Linked DNA regions of Mus musculus: regions 2 and 3 are each linked to region 1. Evidence: chromatin contacts called from public HiChIP or PLAC-seq data. All regions are on one chromosome and are shown on one strand. The core of a region is the stretch at or near the end of the contact, and the rest is flanking DNA. Distances in the headings are between cores, read along the strand shown. Region 1 holds the start of Arhgef17 (Rho guanine nucleotide exchange factor (GEF) 17). Region 2 overlaps Pde2a (phosphodiesterase 2A, cGMP-stimulated). Region 3 holds the start of Pde2a (phosphodiesterase 2A, cGMP-stimulated).

Region 1 (3,175 bases), core at 273-2,772:
AGCCACACGGAAAGGTGCACCCCCAGTGTCGGACATAGGCCTTAAGCTCTCTTGGGGACCTGGGAGGCATGGCTGTGTACCAGTACCCCACTCATCCATTGAGGTTCTTGGAGACGTCGGAGGTTCGGGGCTCCCGACACCCCCCGCTGATCCCAAGCCTCCCGGATTTAGCTCGTCACTGTCCTGGCTGCAGCCGTGAACCAACTGAGAGCGTCCAGGCCGGAGACCTCTCCCTCTCCAGCGACGGCCATCCTCACCATTTGGGTCCTCGTCACTGCCCGAAGAGTGGCCGCCGAGGTAGGCCGGACTCTGAGGCCCAAGCTGCGACTGCGGTCCCTCCTCTTCCTCCTCGCTGGAACTAGCAGCCCGGCTGCGGCTGACAGGATAGGAGGAGGCAATGGAGGAGGAGGAGGAGGCCCGGGCCCCGGCCTGCGGTTGGGAGAAGCTATGCCAAGAATGTAAACCATCCGCCGGACGCTGCGCCCGCTCCTGTTGCTGGTGCTGCCGACGTCGCCTCCCCTCGATCCCGGGCCCGGACAGCGGCCGCGCAGAACGCAGGCCAGCCAGAGGAAAGCACGTTCGAGGAGGTGGCGTCGGAGGTTGCCGGGGATCGCGAGTTGGGGGCTCCCACGAAACTCTGTCGGGGCTGGTCGACCCCAGGGCCTCAGAGTCCATACTGGGTCGTCTGGAGCTCGGACCGCCGAAGAGTTTGCGCATCTCTGTGACGCTGGGCCAGGCCCCACGTTCAGAGCCTTCCGCAGCTTCTTCTGTGGTGCCGGAGGAGCAGCCCCCGTCCCGGGTACCAGTGGAGTCGTCGTCCAGACCCGCCGCGTCGAAGCGCCGGGAGAGCTGGCGCACCGATGGCGAGAGGCTGCGGAGCGGGCGCGGCTGCGCGGGGGCGGCCGGGGGCCCCGACGCCAGCTTGGACACGCGCCGGGAGGGCTGGCCCGGGACTGCCGCGGCTGGCCGGCACGAAGCTCGGCGCCGCAACCCAGGGGTGTCCGCGTCCTCCTCCCTCGGCCCCGGTCCGCCGCTCCAGCGCTCCAGCAGTTTAAACGAGACGCTGCGATAAAGTGGGGGTCGAGGTGACCCGTCCGCCATGGTTGGTGCTAGTCACTCCGGGGGGGCTGGCCTCGGGACGCCGCGGCCAACCCCCCCTGCACTCCCACTCCGAGGGCGCGCAGTGGCCACGGTCCGAGAGCCTGGGTCCTGCACCCGCAGCGTGCGGCGGCTGTGGAGGAGGGTGCGGAGACGTGAGCAGAGGTTTATCAGTCGAAGATCAAGTTTCCGCGGCTACAAAAGGCAGGAGTTCCATCCTGGGCGGCCCCTCTCGCCCCTGCGGCGACCCCAGGCCCAGCCTTAGCCTCTGCGGGAGAGGCCAGGGACATCGCGGTCCTGCCGGTGAGGGGCCTAAGGCTCGGTTCCTGCACTCAAAGTCCGCCTGCCAAGCCCGGCGGCCCGCCTGCCTCCCCTCGAGCTCCCGCTCCAGCTCCCTTTCCCTCCCTCTAAGCAGCTAGCTCTCTGCTCCCTTTTGTTGCAAATAAACTTTGAGGCAGAGGAAAGGGGGCGGGGGGCGGGGCCTGGCGCCCAAAAGAGGGGGTGGGCTCCGGGAGCGCGCGAGGCTGGGAACACTGTGGGGGGAGGGAATCGGGGAGGAGCCGAAGGAGAAACAGGATGCTAGGACTTTTGTAGACCAAAACGACCCTCTAGGGGAGTCGGCTGCGAAAGCCGCGGGCTGATCCTCCCTGGGGACTCCTTCAGATACCCACAGGAGCTGAGAGTGGACAGCTCTGCATAAAGTAGTCCCCGCTTTCACGCGGGAACCTCTGCCGCAGGGGCTCCAACATGGCAACCCAAGACCCAAAAACTCAGGTACACACCGAAACTCAGGTACACGCAGAAACTCTCCTGGCCGGAAAAGAGGTGGGGCCCAGGGAGACGTAGGTGGGGCAGGCCCACCGGAGCGCTTGTGGTTCCCCACCTTGCTCAGACCACGCCCCGTACTCATCCTTCAGTGGCGAATCCCGCCGCACCACGCCCATGTCCCGCCCCTCACTCTCCCAAACGCTCCACCTATCTCCCACCTCCCTCTGGTTTGTCCCTCGCTGACTGTCCCTTAACCCACCCAATGCTGCTTTAGCAGTCCCACCACTCAGGACTATTACACACAACTTCCCCCGCCATTTTTCCAGTTGCCACGCCCCCTGCCCTCTAAGGCCTGGCGTCCTCTAATCTCTAAGACTCCGCTCCCCACGTCTTTCTGCGGTCGGGGTACGTTGCTCTTGCGCCCTCTGCGGGCAAGATTCTCCGCTTTCTCCAAACTCCGTAGAGATAAAACTTCATCTTCCCACAACCAACCATAGAAGGGTTAGGAAGGTTTCACTTGCTTACAGGCGTTTCCTGCCCCCTTTGGCAAGCACTCTGCCCTTTCTTTGGCCTCCTGCACAAAAGGTGTTTGCACGGGAACGCCCTCAACTTCCCTCCGCCAAACCTATACTCCTACCTGTGGGTGCTCCACCCTCCAGACCAGGAAGGTGTCTCTCCCGCTGCAACAATGATCTACCCTAGACCTCCCCTCCCGCTCCTGCTGCAGTCTAGCAAGTCTAAAATTGTTCTGGTTACTGGGATGTCAACTTCGCACCTCTGTTAGGTCCCTTTTTGCCCAGAGGCTTTAAATGTAGGACTCCACACCTAAATGAATGAAAATATATGGACTGCCTAGGACGTACGGGTAACATTTTAAGTATTTTATTTAATCCTTAGGCCACCCTTGGGGATAGATGTTATTAGAGAAGTCACAATAGCCATTGCAGAAGTCAGAGGGAAAGGATAGCTCTAGGTGTGGCTCAAATCCAGACTTTAAAGTTGTCAATCATCACGGTTTTTTTTAGAGATTTTGATGAAGAAGGAGGGTCTGATTCCTTTAAGTTCCAGCAGCCTTTCTCTTTGTGGGTGGTGGGCAGAACCTAGCCTCTTTGGGGACAGAGGACAGTCTAGACTGCTTCAAACTCACCCAGCTCTGTTATGTGTAGGCCCCATTCCTCCAATGTTCACTTAGTAAGCATTTAAGGTCAGTGGTAAATGCTTACCCAACCAACCCCAGGGCCATATGGGTCCCAGCCAAAGATACTCAGCTCAGTGGAGATCAAGGCAGTCTTGAGGGCAGAATGCTAAG
Region 2 (3,175 bases), core at 226-2,725, 560 kb after region 1:
GGCCCTATCTAGGGGATTTTGCTTTGGACATGGTGACAATAGTGGTACTTCCATCATCATTTGGAGGCGCCACCACCTCCTGCTTTTTAGCAGTACTGGCAATCAAACCCAGGGCCTCATGCATGCGGGGCTCTACTGAGCTACATCCTCCAATACCCATGCGTATATGTTTATTTCGAGACAGGGTCTCACTACATTGTCCAGGCTAGCCTGGAATTACTCTGTGGCCCAAGCTAGCCTTACACTTTTTTTTTTCCTCCGGCCTCAGCCTCTTGAGTAGCTATACCACCACTAGGCCAGATCTTCTGAATCGTAAAGATAAAAAAAGCTGGGCCGGGCGGTGGTGGCACGTGCTCTTTAATCCCAGCACCCGGGAGGCAGAAGCAGGCAAATTTCTGTGAGTTTGAGGCCTGGCTCTAGAACAGCTAAGACTCCACAGAGAAACCATGTCTCAAAAACCAACCAAACCAAACCAAAAAAGCTGTAATGTGTGTTGCTCCCCCCCCCCCCCCAGAGTTCTTCGTTTGTTATTGGCTTGCCTCCTCCAGGAAGTCTCCCAGTAGTCAGGGGAGCATCCCTGGGGGTTGGGAAGAATGCACCGAATGGCAGGCTCAGGGGACAGGACAGGTTGGAGCCTCCCGTGGAGCTTGCTCTCTCTAGTGCTCCAGGCAGGCCCTCCTTCCTTGGGGAGCTGGTGGTATCTGCAGGGCACAGCTTGGAAGGGCTCCGACACTCTACATTAGCAGTCGGTTCAGCATCCTCTCCATATTCAGTAAAGCCTTTGGAAAAGACAATTAAAAGTAAATGCTCAAATGCAATTAGCCCAGAACTACTTGGAGATGGGAGGCTAGTGCCTACTGGGACAGAAAAAAAAACAGGGATTCCAGAAGGCAGAAAGAGCAAGAGGGCAGGGGATTGGCATCTCAGGGCACAGATCTTAGAGAGCAGTCAGGCCAGTAAGGACTAGGGCTAGGGTCTCAGGCTGGCACCCTTTTTTCTAATCTGTTCTGCCTGCCCATACCTGTGTCTGATGTATGGGACCTGAGTGAGCTCAGGTCTATCACTAGGACTGATGGGCCCAAGGGTGTTATGGGCCCTGTTCTCAAGTTTTCCCTGCAGAATGAAGTGTGAGACCCAGACATGTGGTAGGCAGATAGGCCTGGATTCTAGCCTAGCGGCATGCCTGCCTACTCCTCAGCCCAAAGGAAGACTACCCTTTGTTGACCTTGAGGGAATGAATTTCCTTTTGACCTCAGTCTCTTTTTCTGTGAAATGGGTGGGACTGGGGACAGGCTTCTCTCAAGTGTGACCATCGAGACATAGTGGAGGCACCTGCCTGTGTGCAGCTACCTGGGCAGCGGTGGGGGAGGGGTGATCCGGCAGGAAGCTGAGCTTTTTGGTGGTTGCTGGTGACTGCTAGCTGGCAGAGAGCAGCAGGTGTGGCTGGAGGCTGGATTGTAAAGGCAGATAAGGCTGAGGTGGTAGACAGAAAATGAGTGAAGGTGGTGTTAGGGAGAGGCAGGGTGGAGCCTTTCTGACTCTACCCACTCCGAGGGCATGCTCAGTTAAGGAGGAAAAGTGTAGTTCGTCTTTGTGTCTCCCTAGGCTTGTTCTCTTTGCTCCCCAGCTTAATCCTTCCCTGCTCATCTTCTGTGGGTCAGCAGCACCCATTTCATGAGACATGCACAAGGGATTCCCTGCCGATGAGAAAGAGCCAAGCTTCACAAAAGGGGGCTGGTCGCCATGGCATCCCCAGGGAGATTCTGTCTACAGAAGAGTTTGGGACTGGCAAGCAGGACGCTTGGGCTTCAGGGCGTTGTTGCCATGATGACAATCCTATTGCTTTCTCCCGGGCCTCTATTTTCCCCTCTGTACAATGACCAGGTTGGTCCAGCCCTGAATTTTACTGGCTTTGACAGGGATTCTGGCCCGGAAAGGAAAGAACCCCCGAGGCTCCCCTTCCCAATCTCCTAGCCTGTCTGAGACCCCAACCAGGCATCCCCAAACCTCAGATCCCCCGCTGCCAAGTATGGGAGCCTTAGGCCTTCCAGCTATCATTTGGGCATAGCCTTGGCTACCGACGCAGGGCACTTCCTCAAGGCAAACCTGTTTTTTTCTCATGACAGAATCCAATTGTCCATCTGGTTTGTCTTGGAGAACACAGTGACTGTCCGTTCCCATTTCTGGAGTCTCATTCTGGCAGAGGAGAGCCAGGTGCTGGCCTACATCATTATTTGTCTTCAAGAGAGAGATGAAAGGTCATAGAAATCAGTGCAAGACTCAGAGAGGGATGGAGGGATAGTGAAGAGATGGAGGATCAGTGAGGTGATGGGGTTCAGTTGGGGGGGGGGTCAGTGAAATGATGGGGTTTAGTTAGGAGATGGAGTTCAGTGGTGGAATTGGGTTCAGTGAGTGGGATTTAGTGAGGGATTGGGGTCCAGTGAGGGGTGGCATTCATTGAGGGCCTTCAGTGAGGGGGTTCAGTGAAGGGATGAATTTCGGTGAGATGGCCAAGGGGACAGTCAGTCATGGCAGAGAAGGCATGGCAGCGGGTCACACCATATCCACTGTCTGTAAGCAGAGAAGAGCGAATACTTGTACCCAGCTAGCGTTCTTCTTTTTATTCAGCATGAGATCCCAGCCCACGGAATGTGCTACCCACATTTAGAACGAGTCTTCCTATATTAATTAACCTAATCCAGAACATGCCTCACATGCATGCTCAGAGACTTGTCTCCAAGGTGATTCCAGACCCTGTCAAGCTGACAATCAATATATACCACCACAGAGGCTGAGTGAGGGGGTGGGGATCAGTGAGGGGTGGAAGCTGAGTGACGTGACGGCATGGAGAACAAGTGGGGCTCCGTGGGGTGGGCTGGGGTGACAGAGACTTAGTGAGGACCACGGCAAGGAGCGGGGCCCAGTGGGGATGAACTGTCAGTAAAGAGAAGGGATCAGGGAGTTGAATGGGTCAGGGAGAAGTTGGGATTTGTAGGAAAGGGCTGAGAGTGAACCCAGTATGAGGCTGCGGGGAGGGATTTGTTTAGGGCTGGGGCTTAGCGGGACTTAGAAAAGGATGGTGTTCAGTGAGGAACAGGTATGGGTAGGTCTCAGTAAAGGAGGAGACCAGAGAAGGATGCAGGAGCTCCGGGAGGTGGAAAGGGCCTGGACACGT
Region 3 (3,175 bases), core at 255-2,754, 520 kb after region 1:
AATGAGGCAGCTGCTGTCTAAAAGAAAAGGGCTGTATAAAAACAAGGGATGGGGGTTGTCAGAGCTGGTCAATAATCAGGGTTGAACTGTGGAAGGTCTGTAATGCCAAGTGAGAGATTTAGGTTTTATGGTGCTCGTGGTAGAGACCCCCACTAAGGATGTTTGAGCACTGGAAGCTGTAAGCTCAGCTAGGAGGGGGAAAAATCCTTGTGTGGAAGATCACCCCTTGAGCTACTGGGACAGCTAGGACACTTCCAAGCCTGTGCCAGGTGCTGGGACCGTGTCCAGCACTGGGCTCAGTGACTCAACACTGGGGAAATTGCTCCCCAGGGGGAAAGGGCCCAAATGAATCACATCTATGAGGCAAGGAGCAGGGGGCTCACTGAGTCACCTTCCAAGGGCTGGGGGGAGAGGGAAGTACAGGAAGAGGGGCAGTAGCGCAGAAAGGAGAACCAGGGAAAGTCACAGTGAGGGCTGTCAGGAGTCTGTCTGTCTCACCATCATTCCAAGTTTTTGTCTTCTGGCAGCCCTGTGGGACAACTGACACCCAATGGGAAGGGGATCAAGCTAAAGTTACACTGGCAAAATCCAGGAAGACCCAAATTCACCATTTGATATAGACTCGTCCTGTGCCTTAGCCCATCTTATAGCAAGCAGAGGCTAGAAAACAGGTTGGTCCAGGCAAGGGGTTTGACCCAAGTTACACAAATGTCCCCTCATCCCTCCAGCCATCCCCTACTGGGGTCAGGGTGCACCTTTGCGATAGAACACCAGGGGGCGCAGGAGCGTCACGGCTGCTGCAAGTGCCTGAGCACAGAGGCGGCTCTGCAGAGAAATGCGCTCCCAGCTCTCGGGGTCCCACCGCGGAACTGCGGACTAGATGGCCCTGGGGCTTGCACCCTTTTCAGCCTCCTGGGACGCCGATGAAGGCCTATCTGGTAGCCTTAGGAACCCAGTGCTCTCACCCCACATTTGGGAACGGTGCGCCTGTGTGTGTCAGGGCGCACGTGTCTCCTTCACAGATCTGCTACCGCTTCAGGGCTCGTCCCATTTTGGAGCGACCTCTAAATTTCTCCCTCACTTTCCTCTACCCTCTGTACTGGAAGGAGTGAAAGGACCTCGGGGCTCCCGGACTGTGGCCGCGGCCCCTCTCCCCGCACTGCGCTGGACTCGGCCTCGGGGTTCTGGCCGGGCTACTGAAGTCCAAGTGATGGGGAGAGAATGTGGTGCGACAGTGCGCGGGACTCTGGGAGGGGCCCTACCACATAGGAGGAGTGACAATGGGATAAGCGGAAGGCAGCGAAGGCTGAGAGGCGACCGAGGAGTGGGAGCCCTCGTAGCCGACCCGCTGCAGGAGACTTGAGAGGGTGAAGGCCTGGCAGGGAGCAAGCCGGCCGGGATCGGGTGGGGTCCGATCTTTGGAAGGCGTTGAAGTGCTGTCCCCGGTAGCAGAAACGTAGGCGGGGCCTGGAGGCCTGGGGCGGGACGGGGGCGGGGGCGGGGCGGGACCAGGGCGGACCCTCGCGCGGACCGGCGAAGCTGTTGCGGACGCGCTGACCGAGTGCAGCGGGCCGGGCTGGAGGGGCGGGCGGGCGGCTGCGAGCATGGTCCTGGTGTTGCACCACATCCTCATCGCTGTTGTCCAATTCCTCAGGCGGGGCCAGCAGGTCTTCCTCAAGCCGGACGAGCCGCCGCCGCAGCCATGCGCCGACAGCCTGCAGGTAGGAGGCCCCCCCCCCCCCCATTCTGGGTAACAGGGAGAAGCGGGTGTCCAGGGAGAGCCCGGTGAGGGCCCGGTCTTCTGAAGAGCTTGCAGTCGTCTGCCCCACGGTCTACTCTCTCCTGAACCTTCCTTTAAGAGGGGACCCTTCCCTTAGTTTGGAACCCGTCTTGTACTGAATGGGACTGCAGCCATACCCAGAGGGGGTCCTTGATTCTTCGGCTCATAGTTCAAATGCCCCTCCAGATTCTGACTCTGCTTCGCATCTAGAACTCCTCCATCCCAAGCCCCGAAGTCCTAATCCTCGTTGCCCCCCTCAGCCACATTAACAGCTCTGTATAAACCCGGAGTTCCCTCCTCCCAGGTTAGTCCCACTCCCCTCTCAAACCTCTGGCTCTCTACTGTACATATCAGATTCCAGGCACACCCATATCCCCTAAGCCCCTGGCTGCAGAGAACTTTACCTCATAAGTAGGACCTCACCCCCAAACCTCTATCTTCTATTTTATAAAGTCTTACTCCCCATCCTTACTAATCATCTAGATTCTAGTCACCATCTTCCACCCAACCCAAGGGTCCAACCCCCTTTTAAAACCCAGATTCTCTCTTCTCCTCTGCCAGACTGCCCCCTCCCAGTCCTCATCTTTTACACAGACCTCCAGTCTCCTCCTGTTGCCTCCCAGCCTCTAGATGTGATAGTCCCATATCATTCTTCCAGTTCCCAAATTTCTGAGTGCATCATCCTTTGGCCCCTCTGCTGTTCTCTTGTTTAGTGTGTTGCTCCAGGCTGCCTACCTCTCCTGGTCTGTTCAGCCCTTCAGTTTCTGTAGGTCTCTATCTTTGTGCTAGGGTCTTTCTGTGACCATGCCTTCCCTACATGTCTGCCTCTACTTTGGGTCGTGGGGGAACCGGCTCAGAAGACAGGGCTGGAGCCTCTAGGACCTCCACCTGTGCCTGTGTTCTCAGGTATGGCATAGGATGGACTCAAGTCCAAGGGCTTAAACATGGAGAACGTTGCCCTCAGGGTGCCCAAAATATATGGTGGGTAGGGATCGTGAGGTGGGACACTGGTATTTATAACTTATACATGATATCTCCTTATCCCAGCTGTCCTGGTAGTGACTGGGGCAGTTGGGTTTGGGGATAGAGAGAGGGGGTAAATGTCCTTCACCTGTAGTGAGGGATGGGTGAGTCTGGGGTATATGTGCTTATGTGAGGGTTCCTGTGTACATAGCATGTGTTGAGTGTGCCTTGTGTGTAATCATATATGTTGTGCTATGTATAATCACATCATTTGAGTGAGATTTAGCATGGGGAGATGACAGTATGGAGATTGTGAGTCTGTGGTGTTACATGCTCTGTGTGACTACAGTGGCAGGATCGTGGGTGGGAGTTGTAGCACAGCGAGTGACTGTGGTGTGTGCATGTAGTTGTGTCTGTCATGGCATTGTGATG

What was found. HiChIP or PLAC-seq counts read pairs in DNA pulled down with a chosen protein or histone mark.
Region 2: an H3K27ac HiChIP or PLAC-seq map of T-cell acute lymphoblastic leukemia shows a contact between it and region 1, with 4 times the contacts expected there. The contact joins the enhancer-like site here to the promoter of Arhgef17 in region 1. A contact is called at or near these places in 4 of 39 promoter capture datasets (embryonic stem cells, hippocampal neurons and liver), 3 of 115 datasets of contacts at active chromatin or transcription factors (T-cell acute lymphoblastic leukemia, embryonic stem cells and epiblast stem cells) and 1 of 9 other capture datasets (pancreatic islet).
Region 3: an H3K27ac HiChIP or PLAC-seq map of extraembryonic endoderm stem cells shows a contact between it and region 1, with 3 times the contacts expected there. The contact joins the promoter of Pde2a here to the promoter of Arhgef17 in region 1. A contact is called at or near these places in 5 of 39 promoter capture datasets (the C10 cell line, embryonic stem cells, hippocampal neurons and 2 more), 1 of 15 datasets of contacts at CTCF or cohesin (large pre-B cells), 8 of 115 datasets of contacts at active chromatin or transcription factors (T-cell acute lymphoblastic leukemia, embryonic forebrain, extraembryonic endoderm stem cells and 5 more) and 1 of 9 other capture datasets (liver).

Annotation. Positions count from the first base shown.
Region 1 is chr7:100,930,639-100,933,813 of GRCm38.p6, forward strand. Arhgef17 (Rho guanine nucleotide exchange factor (GEF) 17) reads right to left here and starts at 1,523. Exons shown (of 21, transcript NM_001081116.1): 1 at 1-1,523. The coding sequence starts at 1,101.
Region 2 is chr7:101,485,871-101,489,045 of GRCm38.p6, forward strand. All of the region lies in intron 3 of Pde2a (phosphodiesterase 2A, cGMP-stimulated), which reads left to right. Among named protein-coding and RNA genes, the nearest start is that of Mir139, 12 kb to the left of the region's middle. Within about 2 kb of position 1,476, at least 11 of the 459 cell types and tissues checked have an H3K27ac peak or open chromatin away from gene starts, as enhancers often do. A contact at or near this core is called in T-cell acute lymphoblastic leukemia, where this site is marked.
Region 3 is chr7:101,449,748-101,452,922 of GRCm38.p6, forward strand. Pde2a (phosphodiesterase 2A, cGMP-stimulated) reads left to right here and starts at 1,505. Exons shown (of 30, transcript NM_001143849.2): 1 at 1,505-1,721. The coding sequence starts at 1,605.